2 separate regions of the Mus musculus genome follow, and region 2 is linked to region 1. Evidence: chromatin contacts called from public Hi-C data. All regions are on one chromosome and are shown on one strand. Each heading gives the region's core, a stretch centred on a gene start, on an enhancer-like site or on the middle of the called end of the contact. The rest is flanking DNA. Distances are from core to core; before and after follow the strand shown.

The links. Hi-C and Micro-C count contacts between places; a contact is called where the count stands out from the background.
Region 2: a Hi-C map of the N1E-115 cell line shows a contact between it and region 1, with 2.1 times the contacts expected there. The contact joins two enhancer-like sites. A contact is called at or near these places in 2 of 484 Hi-C or Micro-C datasets (the N1E-115 cell line and olfactory sensory neurons) and 1 of 9 other capture datasets (embryonic stem cells).

The regions. Positions count from the first base shown.
Region 1 is chr2:34,484,398-34,490,658 of GRCm38.p6, forward strand. All of the region lies in intron 4 of Mapkap1 (mitogen-activated protein kinase associated protein 1), which reads left to right. Among named protein-coding and RNA genes, the nearest start is that of Mapkap1, 81 kb to the left of the region's middle. Within about 2 kb of position 3,059, at least 6 of the 459 cell types and tissues checked have an H3K27ac peak or open chromatin away from gene starts, as enhancers often do. A contact at or near this core is called in the N1E-115 cell line, where this site is marked.
Region 2 is chr2:34,631,076-34,637,336 of GRCm38.p6, forward strand. No RefSeq gene overlaps it. Among named protein-coding and RNA genes, the nearest start is that of Gm34372, 4.9 kb to the right of the region's middle. Within about 2 kb of position 3,631, at least 8 of the 459 cell types and tissues checked have an H3K27ac peak or open chromatin away from gene starts, as enhancers often do. A contact at or near this core is called in the N1E-115 cell line, where this site is marked.

The DNA of each region.
Region 1 (6,261 bases), core at 1,809-4,308:
GTGTTTAATCAACTGAAACTCTACAAGAAAATCTGTGCCTGGATCTTCACTGTCTTTGCAGCTCTGCTCAGAAATGTTTTAGCCTCTTGAAGTTCAGTTGTCCATGGGGTAATTGAGGGGTTGTGCCACAGTTTCCTGTAGTTGAGGACTGTGGTGATGGCCAACTGTGTGACCTTTGCCAGAGCTCCCCCCAACTAGTAATGGAGTCAAGCATGTGCTCTCCATTGAGTTTTAATGTTGAAAGTTGGTATTAAATCTTAAAAGACTCATTATACTATGAAAATTGATAGCGTTTAAAACATGTAACTCTTCTTTATGGTCCAAAAAATCCTGTTTTTACTTTTAAAGTGTATTGATTTTATTATATAAATGATTTAATAATAAAGAGATCTCTAAACTTATGCTAGGTGATGGGGCTTAGTTCATGCAAATTACCTTTCCCTGATATTATCATCATTATGGAAGCCATTGTTTGTATAATTAAATGCAGAGTGCTGTGTAGCATTTAATGATCAAAAAATCCCACAATGGCTATGAAAATTCAAGATGGACACTTTCTATCTTGTAAAAATGGCTTTAAGATGACTGAATCTTAGGACATACTGTAACTGTCTCCAGGCCAGATGAGAGGAGATTGCTATAGATTTTCTTTGCAAACAATTGAAGAAATCTTTCCCTGTTGCCTGTGCCTCCTTTTGCATAGAAGAATATTTTGTCTGAGCAGCAGCTTTGACCACATAAGAAGGATCACTGACTACATAACAGTCGTGGGAACAGAGCTCTTGCAGGAGAGATGCAAGCATCAACTCAGGGCCTCTGCACAGATCTATACCCCAGTTCCACAGAGCCCTGGTACAAGCTTCACTTTTGCTTTAGACTGCGGTATTTTAAAAACAGATGTTCTCCTGTGTATTTCACAGCTGAGGGAACTTGACTTCTAAAGAGGTTACAGACCTGTACATAGTCACACCACTCAAAGCTGACAGGCCCACAGTCCAGACCAACCCTTTGCCTCTGCACTGAGGGGCCTGGCACCCGAGACATGATACCACCAGCATGGTAGACATGGATGGTAACGGGAAGTGTGTTGTTCTGAATTAAGCTTGAGGAAAGTGGTTGCCATTCCTGTTACAGTCTGAATAGGCTTTCAGTTTTCCCCTCCTGCTTCCCCTATTCTTTGTTTACTGCTTAACATAAATTTGACAATGAATGACCAAATTTTTCCAGTTGATATATATTTTTAAATTTTTATTTTACTGGCTGGTCATGGTGGTGCATGCCTTTAACCCAGCATTTCAGAGGCAGCGGCAGGCCCATCTCTGTCTCTGTAGAGTTTGAGACCACCTGGTCTACATAGCTAGTTCCAGGCTACCTAGGGCTGTATAATATGACTTGTCTAGGAAAAATAAAGGTATTATTATTATTATTATTGTTATAAATGTGCTGTGGAGAGCTTGTCAGTGTCACAGTGTATGTCTGGAGGTTGGAGGACAACTTTCAGGAGTTGGTTCTCTCCGTCAATCATGGTTTCCAGAATCCAAGAATTGGGCTTATTGAGCAAGCACCTGTTGCTGTTGAGTATTTTTGCTGGCCTTCATTTGCTAACTTAATTTATTTAAGTTTATTGTTCAAACCACACAGGATAACTCAATGCTTAAAACAGGGGTGTTAGGCTTCCTCCCATCCCCAAGGATCAGGGCATTAAAAGTTTTGAGAAGAACAACTTCCTGTACCTGTCTAGGGCTGTAGACTTTTGCTGTGATGTTACAGTTTTCCTGTGCTGTCTTCTGGAAAAGGTCACAGTCCAGTGTGCTCTACAGTACAGCAGCCCAGGTGACCTTGAAAAGGTCACAGTCCAGTGTACTCTACAGTACAGCAGCCCAGGTGACCTTGAAAAGGTCACAGTCCAGTGTGCTCTACAGTACAGCAGCCCAGGTGACCTTGAAAAGGTCACAGTCCAGTGTACTCTACAGTACAGCAGCCCAGGTGGCATTGGGTTTTTGTTTGGTTTGGTTTGTGTGTTTGGAGTTTTGGTTTGGTTATAGGTATATAAAGGAGGCCGGGCAAGGGCTGGGAGGGAAGTGCTGGAAAGCAGCAGTAGACTTGTTCAGATGTCATTAGGCTAGCACCAAGATCAGTGGGAATACTCTGCAGGAATCTTTTACCCAACAGGAAGAAACATTGAATTGTCAAGACTGTCCATGGGGGTAAGGTAGAGGGCTTAGGTTTTTGTTTGTTTGTTTGTTTTGTTTTGTTTTTAGCTGGTGACAGGGCCACATCAGTTTAGGGCTTCAGGAGAGGCTGCTGCATGCCACATTCTGAGGGTGTTTTACAGGAGATACCCAGAAGCTGTCTTAAGAGTTTCAAGTCTGTGGTTGTCAATAAAACCTTTTAAGTCTCTGATTATAAAGTAAGATTATTATATCCACATATAGCAAGAATAGTGGCCAAGAGCATTTCAGGAGCCATTACTGTAGATCAGAGAAATGAATGCTTCTCCATGGAATCTTTTCAGGTCCTCCCTGCAACCCCATGAGGGAGAACTGTTATTCTCCATGCTTTTAAAATCCTGTGTGTGTATGATGTGTGTTCTCATGCGTGTGTGGAAGTGAGAGGTTGACTTTGTTTCCTTGCTCTGTTGCTTCTCATTTTATTTACTTACTTTTTGTTGTTTATTATTTTCTTGAGATAGACTCTCTCACTAAACCTGGAGCTCACTGGTGGCTAGATTAGCTGACTATATAGCACCATGCCACTATGCCCTATTTCCTGTTGTTTATTTACAATGGAATCGCACTATGTAGCTTTGAGTGACCTGGACCTTGCTTGTAGACCAGATTAGCCTCGAACTCACAGAATCTGTCTGCCTCTGTCTCCCAAGTGCTGGAATTAAAGCTGTGTGCCACCACGTGCCTAGCATCTAACATACGTTTTGAAGATCCAAACTCAGGCTCTCATTCTTTGCGGATAAGGACATCATGACCTAAAAAAGCCTAAGTTGCTGAAGGTCAGTCTCTGTCGGCGTTGTGTGCAGGCCTGAGTTCCGGCTTATGCTCTTCACCACCACACTGTGCTGCCTTCCAGCTTCTGTTACAATGGCAAGGATCCAAGAAGCACCCAGATCAGAACTTGACCTCCTTAAAGAAGGAGTGACAGTTGACGTTCTTGATAATAAAAGCTTAATGGAACCAAGGTTGGTGATTCAGAGGGAATTAATGAAATTTTGTCAATTTTATTTTAAGCTTGTCAGAAAATACAGTGTCCAGTGACAAACTGTAGAAATGTTTTTGACAAATTAACTTGACTACAGGTGCCAGATCAGGGAAATGTTAATTTAATAGCCTTTAAGCAGTCTAGATTTATTGAGGGTTAAGATAGCAGTACAAAGCCAACTCCATAGCTCTGAATGGATTTGTCATATAGTTTTATATAAAATCTATTCATATTCATTGCTACTATTTTGAATGCAAAAAAAGTGAGTTCATCTCCTGAGCCCATAAAACTGTAGTGTTTAGAAGTTTTTCCTCTGTTATAAAGAGCCTCTTTATTTTTCACAATTAGATAATCTGGTTTATTGTGTTTGAAAATATTACTTATCTTCAAATGGAAACCATTAAATGTTGTTAGAGAAGTGAGCATATAAGTGTACCAGATCTTGCCTTGCTATCACCCTATGTAGGATAGGGAGAAAGGTGTCAGTAGAAAGGCAAAGCAGCTATTGCTTAAACACAATATTTCCTTTCAAAGACTACAAATAAAATAAACCTTTTATCAATTTGCATTATTATGTTGTCTGGATACACTGATGCATTTATTTGTGCATTAAAATTACATATAATGATCTGTTTGTGCAGTTGTGACTAATGGAATAACGTTGCCTGCTTTTTGTCTCTTTAATTGCAGAAGCCAAGCTATCTGTCCTTTCTGTTTCCTTCCTTTGGCAAAGAAATTGAACACTTAGCAACAGTTTGGAGATCTGCTATTCAATTTATTATTGGAAGTGTTTATGTTAAGTAGCCCTGCTACCTGAGCCTTATGTTCGTAAGTCTTAGTTCAGTTGACTCAAGTGATGAGGGTTGTTCCTGAGTGAAAATCATTTTAATCAGGCCATGTAGCTTGCAATCCCAGCAGCATGCAGGAAGCAAAGATAGGAAGATCACACATGTGAGACCAGCAAGACCTACATAGCAAGGTCCTGGCTAGCCAGGGCTATAGAGTGAGACCCTGTCCAAATGGAGTCAGGGGCAGGCTTGAAAGATGGCTTAGCAGTTAAGAACACTGGCTACTCTCCCAGAGGACCTAGGTTTGATTCCAGGTACCTACGTGGTGGCTCACAATTGTTTGTAACTCCAGTTGAAAGGATCCAACACCCTCTTAACCTCAGACATCAGGCACAAATGTAATGCACAGATATACATACAGGCAGAACACACACACTCAAAATAAATACAGGGTTTTGTTGTTTTGGGATTGTTTTTGTTTTTGTTTTTGTTTTTGAAGCAGGCTCTCTCTATGTAGACCAGGCTGGCCTTGAACTTGCAGCAGTCTGCCTGCCTCTGCCTCCTTAGTGCTAGAAGTAAAAGCATGTGCATACTTAGTTTAACATAAAATTATTTTTAAAAAAGATTATTTGAAATTGAACAGCATCTGTTCTTTCTGCTTCCTCTATTTTGGAAACTATAAAGTGCCTAATTTTGTATTAGTTTTATTATAGGCAATAGATAATATAGGCTATATATATATATATATATGTATGTATGTATGTATCTAGGTTCTATATTATTTTAGTTAATGAGACACATTGTCTAAATGGACCAGTCCATCATCATGTCCATTGCTGTACGTCTCAGCTACTTCCTATTTACATTCTCTGTGACAAATTCTTTTTAAGCTTTATATTTTTAGATTGGAAAAGCTAATTATTAGATTATTAATAAGATGGCTTATGGTTCATAATGTTGATATTCTTTTGATAGGCTTGAAAACACATTTCCAATGTATCATAAGCTACAAAGACTCATATCCCTTTACCCAGTAATATACACATAGAATGTGTACATATTTATATCAAAGAATGTTTCAGAGAATACAGCTTACAATAGTGGGATGTTAAATCTGTTCAGCTCAGTAAGCTGCAGGTAATGAAGTGTTTTAATCATTATTCCTCACTTGCTGTATGTCAGGTCCTGTGTTATATGTGCAGGAGGCATTTCAGAGAAGAGTGGCCTGGAGTAACAGAGACAGTCAGTTTCCGAGGATAAGAAAGAAGTGAGAGACCTGAGGAGTTGGTTTAGCTTAGCAAAGCTAACCCTAAACCTCTGCTGTACTTCAGGCCCAAGGAACATACACAAGTGGATGGAATGCAGTTGTTGTGTTTCTGTAATGAGAGAAGAGGAAGGGAGAGATAGAAAACAGTGAACTGTAAGGTCGTGAGAATCAAGGAAGTAGGGGCGAGGCAGTGATTTTGAACTTTCCCTTCTTGGAAGAGGAGACGTTTGCGTTGAAGGGCAGAGGAAAGCCTGCATTCCTTGGTCAGTGAGTATCTGTGGGTGTCATGTGTATGAGAAACGAACCTTGTATTTGCTTATCTCAGTGAGAAAGTGGAGGTTCTGAGAGGTGTCTAAGGGCAGCTGTCAGAGCCAGGATTCAAATCTGGATGCAGGTGACCGCAAGTCTGTGATCTGAATTGTTGTTCTGTGTATTGAGTAGCAGTAAGGCATTGGTGCTGGTTGTCCAGGTTACTAGCTGCCATGCCAAGGCAGAAATGTTAGCACCCAGTGGTGGAAACAGCAGGTTTCTGACTGGTGTGATCTATTGTTTGAGGGAGATCTCTGCTGTTGACAGGAAGGAGGTAGGACTATGAAGATGTGGGCTTCCTGAGGTAAAGACAGTTGAAACAAAGAGGATGATATGGCTTCATTTGGACCAGTGCCACAGGACAGACAGCAGGAGAAAGGTTTGAGAGACATGTCAGGGCCAGTAGCTGGTGCTGATGATAGGAGAGCCGATTGCAGAGAACACTGGCCGAAGGAGCACTCTTCTGTTGCCTCAGATCTGTGGCTAGCTTCACATGTGCTGACTGACTATAAGTCATCATTTAGAATTGTTTAAGTTACATATTTAGATCTTACCTGGTCATGTGTGTTTGCACATGCCACAGGGTAGTGTCCTCAGGGCACTTCTAGGGAATCCACTCTGTTCTGTGGGCCCTGGGTCATCGGGTCTGGCAGCAAGTGCTTTACCTGCTGAGGCACCTCACCC
Region 2 (6,261 bases), core at 2,381-4,880, 150 kb after region 1:
GGTGTGTGGCTGTTGCTTCTCTACCGTACCTTCCAGACAGAGGCCACCCAGACTCCCAAGCCCACGTCACTCCTCATCACTGTTCTGCCTGGGAGTTCTGTCTACCAGAGGAAGTCCCTAGGGCACAGGCTACCCCCACATCCACAGCCCTGGCTGGCGTTGAGCACAGGGAGATGTCTGCCTTCCACAAGAAGTCTGTGCAGTGTAAGTAGGCAGCCATTCAGGAAAACCCACTTTCCTGTGGGAGTCTCCTATGGCCTACGTACAGTATATCTGTCTGTCTCTTCCCTGAGTTCAGGGACAAGCACAGGCTTAGGGATAAAAGCATGGCATTAAAGACTCCCAGGGACACTCTGCAGCTACAGAGGTTTGCCAAACACTATGGTGTATGTGACTGCGCCCCTTTGCCCTCCTGCAGAACCTGTCACGAGCCATCGAGCCCTGTGCTTCAAGACAGGTGACAGAGGAATCTAATGAGTGACTGCCTGAGGTAGTCAGGCCTGCAGAACAGAAGACAGGTAACAGGTGCCAGCCAGTATTTATAAAATCAGTTACGGCTTTCTACTGTCCCGACAGTGCACAGTGCACAAAAGAAGAAAGCTGGACCCAAAGCAGTGTGGAGGAGCCCAGCCAAAGCCTCAACCCGTTCTCTAGTTCCAAGGGCTCTCTGTGGGGACAGGAGCCTTAATACATGTCAGCCAAGGTGACAGCAACATCGGTCAGGGTGGCTTCACAGTCAGGCCCACCAGAGGAGCTAAGATGGCTGCCCTTCAGCCACTGTGTCGGCCGCCAAAGAGGGGGCTGGAACGGGGAGGCAAGAACCAGATCCAAAACAAAATGAATTGTTAAGTTGCACACTGGCTCCAAATGAGGTAACCCAAACCCGAGGTAAGCCCCAAATCTCCAAAGAATAAGACGGAGCTCGTCAGCTATCCCTATGCCCCTGAGGATGCTGGGTAACGCTCCCCCTTTGTCTTTTTGTTTGTTCTTAGCTCAAGCACCAGAGCGGCTACAAAATTGGTTAAAGCTTCCAAAGTGTGTCTTTCTCCAGAAACGTCTTATAAGAGACAAAAGATTTACAAGATCTGAAGAGTGAAGCAGGATAATTGTTTTTGGAATGACCCCAATATTTTCACCCCGGCGACCCCGGCTGGGCATCTTGCCCCCATATTTATGATTCCTGGTCCTCTGCGTACTACTGGGCGACCTTTCTGAGCCCCTCTGAGAAGCCCCAATCCCTTATCGGGCCTGTAACTCACCCTGACGTTATCTCTCGGGAGGGTTTTATACACTTTAATTTAACTCCCCCGTCATTATTTCCCGGACTTCAAGGTTTTCTCTTTGGAACTGCCCTTCCTGGGACAAGTATAATGTGTTTGCCATCAAACCCAATAAATATGTTTGCACAGGAGATGGGAACCATTTGGGGAGAGGCGCTCAGACTGGAAAGCAGCCGGAGCTCCCACCCGATGTGCTCCAGGGTGGGTGAGCGCTAGTGTCCTTGATCCTCTGTAGTGATGCAGGTGGGCCTTTGGGGCAGGGGAAGAAGGCACCAAACAAAACATAAGATGCCCAGACGACAGACGCCTCCTTTCTGCTGTTCTTCGCTGTTATCTGACTTGGTTTTGTGATGTGGTTGTCGCTGTTGAGACACTGGAGCAAGTCACTTTATAGCTCATTGTCAAGGAGTCCTAGCGGGGCTCGAACTCACCACCTCCTGTCACCACCCATGAGGACTCGATTACAGAACTGAAGCAATGCTCAGGGCAGGCATGCTTACCCAAGATGCACAGAGACAGAACCAGACACAGAGGATACAGGTGTGGCCTGGTCACACGGCACATGGACCCAAGTCGCAGGCCAGCTTGGGCTACAGAACCAGAACTCTCTCCAGGACTTTCCATGTTAGCCTTTGAGCTTCTTAGAGTCCCGTCCACCTGACCACACAGGTTTTGTCCCTCTAAATTCCCTTCAAAGGAAGTTATGGCACACAGTAGGGATCCAACTGGAAGTCCAGGGGACTAATTTGGGTTCCTCTCAGGGACAGCTGTGGAAGGAGCCTCCTACAGAGAGTGGTCTGGGCCTGTGTCCCCAAACACGCCCATCAATCTCGGTGGGTCCCTCCAGCAGGAGCAAATTAAAGTTTCTCTCAGTGCTTCCCTCAATACTCTGGGCCTCCGTCCCCTCACCTGCAAGATACCACAAGGAAATGCGCTCCGGTGACTAACCAAATGCAGGGGCTGGAGGGGCGGCCAGAGGTTATGAGTAGGCATTCCTGTCGCATGGAACCTGAGGTCACTTCCCAGAGGTTCACAAATGCCTGAGAGATCTGATGCCCCTGGTCTCGATGGGCACCTGCACATGCGCACATACCCACACATATACAGAATACATAACTAAAATACCCAGACATACACACATACATAATTAAAAATAATTCCTTAAAAAAATTAGCCAAGATGTGGAGGTCTCCAGGCCTTCCTGCGTCCCATCCTGTGCCCGGCTGCACACAGTTCAGGCTGCAGCCGGGACAGGAAATGATTCCCTGCCCAGTCCGTGGGACCGGTCCTCAGGGTATTTATTCTACCTGTGTCAGCTTCTGCCCAGCCCCTCAGCTCCTTCTCCTGGGACAACCAGAGTGGTTTCCACCTCAACCCTGACCAAGTGGCCCAGAGCAGAACCCCCATTGGTTGAGGCCTACAGCGAGAGCCAAACCATGTTCTGGGTGCTGCCGAGTGACAGAGCGCTGGGCGACAAAGACTGGGGGTCTTTGAGAAAGGGTGCTCTGGCCTAGACTAGGAAATAACGAGAACACCAGGGAACAGGAGGCTGGGGACACTGTAAGCCAGGCCCAGGGTGGCTTTCAGCCCTCTACAGGTGCCAGGAGCCTGGTAATGACCCTGTGTCAAAGATGCCACTGAAGCCACTGACAGGCACCAGGAACCCCACCCCCACCCCTATAGGGAGCCTCAGAGGTGGGGATGAAGGTCTGTGTCAGTGGCCAGCGTGGAGAGATGCTCAGAGCAGAGGCTGCTGACACAGCGTGCCCTGGTGGGAATAGTCAGGACATTTGCTCACTGCTGTGGGAAGTGTCCACATGGGACCTTTGTCCTGTTATTATGGAGAGCTTTCTGTCACTGAGTTCTTGAGTACTTTAAAAAGGTTTTGGACACTCTGTCCATTTTCTGTGTCATGGGCTAGGGTACATATTGATGTGAGAGAAAGAGAGAGAGAGAGAGAGAGAGTGTGTGTGTGTGTGTGTGTGTGTGTGTGTGTGTGTGTGTGTGTGAAGGTCAGAGATCAGCAGCATCAGGCCATTTTAATCTGATTTACTTCTGGCTACCACAGATCAAGTTTCTACCCTCTTAGCACTGCCTATGAGGGCTCAGTTTCAACCTGGCAAAGCTCTGAGTGTGCCTGCCCCTGTGTCCCCACCAGAGCCTGAGTCCCCTAACACAGACAATGATCAGGCACACTGCACACTGGACCCGGAACACTGGCTATGCTGGGACCCAGCTGCATTTTGTCCCTGATCAAAGACTCCAGGGAGCTCCGCCCACACGAGTCTCTGGTCTAGCATGGTCTAGTGTGGTCTAGCTTGCACAAGGTCCTAGATTCTGATTTGATTCTGGGAATCAGGATATGTCTCCTAGCATGCAGGAAGCCCTGGGTCCAGTGCTCAGAACTACATAACCCAGCTATATCAAGGGATACCTATAATCTTGGCATTTTGGAGACAGGGGCAGCTGCCTGGCCCAGGTTGGACTATATAGGATGATAAATCTAATTTATAAGATCAAAGGTGTGTGTGGACAACTTATTAAAACATGAAGTTAGCTGACACGTGGTATGGAAGCACACAGAGACAGGCGAGACTCCAAAGCCCTCACTGACATCTTGACCCTGTATCCAGCCCACAACCGAGGCTTCTGCAGTCACATGAACATGAAAAGGTATTTCTGCTTCTTAGAATACTCTGACAGTTGCCAGACAGTGATGGTGCACACCTTAAATCCCAGCACTCCGGAGACAGAAGCAGGTAGATCTCTGAGTTCAAGGACAGCCTGCTCTACAGAGGAAGTTCCACCAGGACAGCCAGAGCTACACAGAGAAACCGGGAAGGGAAGGGAAGAGAAGGGAAGGGGAGGGGAGGGGAGGGGAGGGGAGGGGAGGGGAGGGGAGGGGAGGGGAGGGGAGGGGAGGGGAGGGGAGGGGACAAACCCAGTCAGCTTCTAATGCCTCTATACACGCTGGATTAATACCTCCTCTATCTTGATCCACATGAAATGTTGAGGAGAAAAGGGACCAGTCAGAGAAGATGGTCCAAGATCAGGGCATGCTAATCCTGAGGCATAAGACAAAGTGGTGGTGACCCTGATAAGAAGCCAGCTTGCCTGCCTATCTGCTTGCTTGTCTGTCTGCCTGCCTGCCTGGTTGCCCTCAAACTCTGGCACAAAAAACAACATAAAAATAACTTGATCCTTGAGTAGATGAGTAACTGAAGGAAAAAAGGAATGAGTACACATTGCCTCAGTCGGCTTCCCTGGCCTGGGTGCCAAGAATGAGGCAAAGAACCACTATTTCTCCACAAAGAGACCTGGGTTCTCTGGTGCCCAGGCACTTAGAATCCGCTTGTGAGGATCTGGCCATGCCCCTGCCACAGAGCCTAGTGAGGCATCAGCCTCAGCCCTGAGAAGGCTCAGAGCTTCCATCCACGAAAGGTCTCCCGATACAATAAAAGATTATCAGCTCGATAATATGAGACATAACTAGGGCCACTATGCCCCGTTGGATTGAAAGCCAGAGAGTCAAGAGTCCCCTCCCCCAGAGATTTATTCCCCATGGAGTGGTAGTTTCCCAGCTGGCCCAGCTGGAAAGATTAGACCTGGTCTCTCTCCCTCCATCTGGGGGGAGGGGAATCACATTTTTATTTAATCTTCAATGAGCTGGAACAGCAAAGATGGCGTGAACGCACATTAATTCTGAAACAAATTATTAAGGCTTGATCTAGGATTCCGGGAAAACCACTCCCCACCCCCGCCAGCCGCCTCCCTTCATTCTGACCATCCGTTCCCTCCGGAAAACATACCATCAGGCCCAAGTGTTTCCCCAGGGCTGAACATAAAGGCCTAGGATAGACCAAGCCCAGGGCCAGCGCAGCCGCAGGCCTGGTGACAATCTGCTGTCCTGGGCCTTGACCCCTACCAATGACCTCCATGTTCTGTCTCCTCCCTGCCCATGCATATAGCTGCTCCTCCCCAAGCCCGGCCTCCCCCTGGCTTCTCAGGAACCTTGGCCTTCCCAGGACATCAAGAACCTACCTCCCTGAGTTGGCTCAGACATGGCTACACCCCCAGGGCCATAGGCCTTCCACCTCCTACAGACTTAGGGCAAAATCCAGAGTCCCCTGGACTGTGGCTCTCTTCCCTTGTCCCTAAAAGGCTTCACCTGCCTTCCCTTCTATTCATCCCTCTTGGAGCTGTGGCCCCACAACCTGCCTGCCCCTTCCTTCCCCACCCTTCCCACTTGAGAGTGTGAACTGATATCCACGTGTTTGTGGGACCTCTGCTGCCCACATCCCCAGTGGATACCAAGACCTGCCATCTCTTGTCCTTGAAATTAAATAGTACATAATTAGGGGCTGTCCAGAGGGCTCAGTGGGTAAGATGGCTTGCTGTGCAAGAAAACAGACCCAAGTTCAAATCCTCAGCACCCATGTAAAAGCTATGCATGGCTACACACATGTCAGTAACCACAGAGCCATGAGCGATAGAGACAGGAAGATCACCAAGGATTACTGACTGCTTGTCTAACTCGGGGTTCAGTGAGGTGAAGAGTAATAGAGTGGGACAGTTGATGTCCTCCTCTGGCTTCCACATTCACACACATGTGCACATATACTACCTACATACAACACATGCACAGCAATAATAGATACATACATACTTAGTGTCCAATGCTCACAGACAAAGCCCTGTAGGAAGTGAGAACACAGAGTTTGTCCCACTCAGTATGGCCCAGGGCAAACAGTAGGTGCTCAATAAATGGCTATTGAGCCAGGCATGGTGGCGCACACCTTTAATCCTAGCACTCAGGAGGCAGAGGCAGGCAGATTTCTGAGTTCAAGGCCAGCCTGGTCTACAGAGTGAGTTCTAGGACAGCCAGGGCTATACAGAGAAACCCTGTCTCAATAAATAAATAAATAAATAAATAAATAAATAAATAAATAAATAAATAAATAAAATGGCTATTGATAAAGGG